2 separate regions of the Triticum aestivum genome follow, and region 1 is linked to region 2. The links are chromatin contacts, called in public Hi-C maps. All regions are on one chromosome and are shown on one strand. Each heading gives the region's core, a stretch centred on a gene start, on an enhancer-like site or on the middle of the called end of the contact. The rest is flanking DNA. Distances are from core to core; before and after follow the strand shown. Region 1 holds the start of LOC123138126 (homeobox-leucine zipper protein HOX16). Region 2 has its middle 170 kb from the start of LOC123138125.

The links. Hi-C and Micro-C count contacts between places; a contact is called where the count stands out from the background.
Region 1: a Hi-C map of leaf shows a contact between it and region 2, with 5 times the contacts expected there. The contact joins the promoter of LOC123138126 here to the enhancer-like site in region 2. A contact is called at or near these places in 3 of 5 Hi-C or Micro-C datasets (all in leaf).

What each region holds. Positions count from the first base shown.
Region 1 is chr6B:576,363,565-576,366,264 of IWGSC CS RefSeq v2.1, reverse strand. It overlaps LOC123138126 (homeobox-leucine zipper protein HOX16), which reads left to right and starts at 1,315. Exons shown (of 4, transcript XM_044558032.1): 1 at 1,315-1,924; 2 at 2,052-2,199; 3 at 2,290-2,529; 4 at 2,621-2,700. The coding sequence starts at 2,083.
Region 2 is chr6B:576,173,377-576,176,076 of IWGSC CS RefSeq v2.1, reverse strand. No RefSeq gene overlaps it. Among protein-coding and RNA genes, the nearest start is that of LOC123138125, 170 kb to the right of the region's middle. Within about 2 kb of position 1,401, at least 6 of the 8 cell types and tissues checked have an H3K27ac peak or open chromatin away from gene starts, as enhancers often do. A contact at or near this core is called in leaf, where this site is marked.

The DNA.
Region 1 (2,700 bases), core at 66-2,565, 190 kb before region 2:
ACTTCTATATTTCCCATCATCAAAGTAAGGGAAAGGCGGTGACCCGGGTTCGAATAAACTATATGTCATGTTAGGATCTAACGAAAAGCTTTAATGAGAAGAGAATCTACATTGACACCACCAAAATTGATTCTACTATATCCATATAGAAGTTAAAGCATGCCAGTCAAATCTTAAAGATATGTAAAAATTTGTTTAAATAACTCAAATGAGAGAGAGAGAGAGGTTTTGTAATTAAGGTACTTATTTGCTAAACATAATTGATAGATAGTCCCAACGATGAAAAAATAGATAGAATGCACAAGGTACAAACCTTAGACTCTAGCGATGGGGTGAATATTGATAATGCTAGACCTATGAACCCGCTACGAACTCCCTACATAAATTTCAAATCTACTCTTCTCGCCCCCCCCCCCTCTGAATTTCAAGGGTGGGCCCCGTCGCTCCTCCCTATCCAATAATACTGATCGACGTTGCTGCTTACGTAAAACACGTAACAAAATTTACGTAGGTCTAGCATTACCCGGGTGAATACGACCTCATGCTGGTATATTCAACATGAATTTGAATTTAACAAATTCAACATATTTATCCCTAATCTTCACCACACGAAAATTTGATTCGTTGCCGTGCTTCTATTGATGAGTGTGGGTGCCCATTTACCTGGCCATGGGCAGCCCGACCCGGGCGGCCCGACCTGACCCAAAAAAGCCCGACCGACCTTGCCCCTGGCCAGGCCTGGGCCCGTCGTATTCGCAATTTAAGGAAGAAGGTCCGGCGGGCTTTTTGCGTGATGGGCCAGGCTTGGGCCTGATTTTTAGACCCGATGGCCGAGCCGAGCTCGGGCCTAGGTTTATTGTGCCGGGCTTTGGTAGGCCGGCCCGGCCCGACAGATGGCCAGGTATAGTGCGCATATACTTGCGTACGCACGAGCGTGTGTCTTTTTATTATCACAAGAATAAACTCAACACATGAGAAAAGAACATGGTTCCAGCCACAAAAGATCTTGATAGCATAGAGAGCCATCTCCAACCTCCATACTATGTAAGGTCATTTCCAGAAGGGAAAAAGAGCACACTGTAAGTTCTAGGTTTGACAAGAAAAGAGGAAACACCTTGTAATTCCTATAACTAGGAGTACATTTTTTACCTTTGAGAGCAAAAGATCACATCAGAATATCAAGATCAGACACCCGGCGTCCAGCTCCCGTTGGTTCCGTCTCGATCCTCCGCCAATTCGTCCCACCCACCGCTGCCACCAAGGGACAAACTCGTCAATCAACACCGCCCTGGCGCCTATAAGAAGGCTCCTCCCCATTTCTTCAAACTTTAGCCGATCAGTGTCCTCCACAAGAAAAAAATATACTATAAGCAATAGAAAATTGGTTGTCCCTCGTTAAGAAAATCAAGAAAAAGATTTCCATTTCTTCTTGAGCTCCCTTCCACCACCAACCTCTCCTCCGGCCGGCCGAATTGTCCCGCTCTGGTTTGCGTCTTCTCCGGCGAGGAAGTAGCTAGGCCTCCCACTCCTCCTGTGAGTGGTCTCCTCCCCGCAGGCCTGAGGAGATCTCTCGGGACCTCGGGACTGGGGCGTGTATGATGGGGATTTCGCTTATGCCGATGAAGACGCCCACGCGGCTTCTGTGGAGCACCAGCTTCTTCCGCCACAAGCTCGCCGCCATGATCGCCTCCTCGTCCTGCTTCTTATAAGAGCCCCTCCGCCGCGCAGCAGCTGTATATATACGTCTTTTTCATTTGATTTCGCCCCCCGTTCGATCGACAACCAACGCAACTTCTTGAAGCTTTCTCTGCGATGGAGCCCGGCCGGCTCATCTTCAACACGTCGGGCTCCGGCAACGGACAGATGCTCTTCATGGACTGTGGCGCGGGCGGTATCGCCGGCGCGGCCGGCATGTTCCATCGAGGTATCATATTCTCATCCCCTACTAGTTTTCTCGATCCCGGTTGTTTGGTTCGTTAGGCAAGTAGGAGTAGCTTTTGTGTGGAGACTGGAGAGTGATTGGTGTACTGATTGGGGTTGCCATGTTTGAGTGATGAAGGGGTGAGACCGGTCCTCGGCGGCATGGAAGAAGGGCGCGGCGTGAAGCGGCCCTTCTTCACCTCGCCGGATGACATGCTCGAGGAGGAGTACTACGACGAGCAGCTCCCGGAGAAGAAGCGGCGCCTCACCCCGGAGCAGGTGACAATTCGTTGCTACAGTAGCGAAGATGATGCTCTGTTCATCCGAATTAATTCTGACGGTGCATGCGCGCCACGCGTACGTGTGTAGGTCCACCTGCTGGAGAGGAGCTTCGAGGAGGAGAACAAGCTGGAGCCGGAGAGGAAGACGGAGCTGGCCCGCAAGCTCGGCCTGCAGCCACGCCAGGTGGCCGTCTGGTTCCAGAACCGCCGCGCCCGGTGGAAGACAAAGACGCTGGAGCGCGACTTCGACCGCCTCAAGGCGTCCTTCGACGCCCTCCGCGCCGACCACGACGCCCTCCTCCAGGACAACCACCGGCTCCGGTCACAGGTAATCAAAGTCAACCACACTTCACCACCGGCCGGGCACCGTGGCTTCCGCTGCTGAGTTTGATTTGGGAGATCCATCTTTGTGGCGTCAGGTGGTAACGTTGACCGAGAAGATGCAAGATAAGGAGGCGCCGGAAGGCAGCTTCGGTGCAGCCGTCGACGCCTCGGAGCC
Region 2 (2,700 bases), core at 152-2,651:
CAGAACCCTAATTTTCTTCGCATCTGTTGAATTGTTGTCATGCGCTGAATTGGCATCAAGCTAGCCAGCCCATGATCGGATTATCTCAGGGATAAACTAGTGCCCTCACCAGCAGGAGTAGTTAATTGGCCAAGTCTAACAGGCACATGACAAGAGCATTTCTCCCTAGCGTGGCCTTGATTGATTGGACGCGGGAGCACCTTTTGTCCTGTGCAGCCCCCACTCACAAAGCATAGCCAGGATTCCACCTCTCCTCGACGGCGACGTCGCATGCAGGAAAGATTACAGGTGCTACCAAAGCCGGCGGGGCCCTGGCCGTAATGGCGTGTCAATGTGTGCCATGCACCGGGTCGGTTGTGCTGCTGCTCTATTTGTGTTAATCCGCTCGTCGCTTTGGAAGGAAAAAATCTAGCCTGGGGATCGAGGTTGGCCTCACAGTCGACCCGAAAGCATCTGCCGCGGTCGCGATCGGTCGTGTTCGTGTCGCGTGTAGAAAGGAAGAGAAGGACGGGGAAATGAAATTCATTTCTGACGGCGACTGGAAATATAGCGAGGCGGCAAGCGAAACGTCTGCGGGCTAGGAAAATTCATGCTGCGCGTATCTGAAATTCACACCGGCGAGGAGGGGGACTGGCTATCTAGCGCAGTGTTTTGTGTGCATGAAAATTGAAGCGCGGCCGGGCTGAGACGGACGTCGATTGGTACGGCTATGGTGGGTGATAAGCGATCTCTTGATTGCGTGATGTGCTGTTGGTGTCGTTGTGTGGACGGGGGAGGGGGCAGACGAGACGAGATGTGATGATGAGAGGAGGCGACCGGGGCGGCAAGAGAACAAAAACTTGCTTGCTCTCGCCTGCATCCTCACGCTGTCCAGGTTTCCAAGTCGTAATCCGAGCAGTGCAGTTTTGCCGCTTGCAGCGCCGCGCTCGCTATCCGCCTGCCATGCGGTAGCAACGCAGGCAAGGATCATCATCCCGTGGACGCAAGCGCGCCGGCAGCCGCAGCGGCGCGTCGTGCCGGTGAAAACGTATTCTAGTCTACTGCTAGTGCTCTACCAACAGTGGTAGTTTGGGCTGGTGGTAGGTGCGGTGCGGAGTGACTCGCGAGTGTGTCGTGGTTCGCAGCGAATCGGGTGACGGAAAGGAAGCCGCACCTGGAGCCGGAGCCGGGGCCATGGGGCGGGCGGAGGAACAGGAGCAGATGGCAGTGGCTTGGATCGATCGACTGGACCACCAGCCAGCGAGCAAGCGGCGGGTAGGCAACGGGCGCGTCTTCGACCAGTCCGTCCATCGGCGCTTTCCACCAGGGGCCGATCGATTCTGGCATTCTGCTGCTTCGGCCATGTTCCGTGTCCCCCCATCCGACGCCCGCACGTAGTAGTAGTACGTAGGGACCGTCTGCCCCACGCCCCGGTCCAGCCTCGCATCGCTGGCTCTGGCTGCACCGGACGCCGCAGCCACTGCCCCATGATGCTGATGCCTGACGGGACGGCTTGAGCAGTCCAGCAATATCATGTGGCATCACCCATCCGACTCCCTTCCGAGTTTCGGTGCACGGCTCCGTCCGTCCGATCCTTCACCACCGCACGCGTGGTGCCTAAATTTCGTGTTTTGACCTTTTTTCTAAAAATTGATCGAGATCTGACCTTGTCTTGCAAAAATTTCGAAATCTGCCTCTTTTCTTACCATCAGGGTCCACGGCTGTAGGGTATAACAGTCTACGTCCTTCGCGGTAGGGCTACATACTCTACTGGGAAAATTTTCTAAGTATAAAACATAATGCATGCTCGCACCTACCGTCGGGCACTGGCGGTAGGTTTGTACAGGCCAGTAGCCTAATTGACGGTAGGGATGATTCCTACCGCCAAGGTCCTTGACGGTAGGTTGTTACACCAACGGGAATTTATGATTCACGCCAGCTAAAAAAACAATTTATGATTCACCAACGGGGAGAGAATTTCTCTGAGAAAATATGGGAAGAAAAGAAGAAAAAAACAAGAAGAAACAATCGCGGTAGCCTTGTCTCATTTATTACGAGACCTAGCTCCATCTCGTTTGAAGCGCTTGACTGTGCGCTCGTTTGGGGTGTGGGGCTAGTATACTGGCTTTGTGAAGTTTCTACAAACAAGTTTTAGAACCTTTTGTGCAATTTTTTTGCGTTGCATTTTCTTGTTTTTTTCTATATCGCTTTTCTTCCATTTTCCCTATGTGTTTCTCTTTCAGTTTTCATGGTTTTTTGCCAGTTCTGTTATTCATTTTTTTCTGTTTTTTCTAAAATACCCTTAATGTATTACTTAAATAAAGGTTAAACATTTTTCATTTACAGGTTTAACATTTTTCGTATACACATAGAACAATTTTTGAGTACACATTGAACATCTTTAATAGACATTAATTTTTTCACATAGACATTCAACATTTTTCCAACATATTTTGAATCCACGGTGAATCTTTTTAACACATGTTGAACGTTTTTCGTAAATGCCGTGAACATTTCGTTTAAACATGCAAACCATATTTAAGTGTTAGAACATGTTTTCAGTATTGCAATTTTCTTTTTGAATTTCATATAAAAAATTTAAAAAAAACCTCTAACATTCACTTTTACATTATATAAGCATTTTATAAAAATTTCCCATTTTTTTTGAAACCCGTGAACATTTTTTTAATTTCCCGTGCAGTTTTACTGAATGGTAAGGAC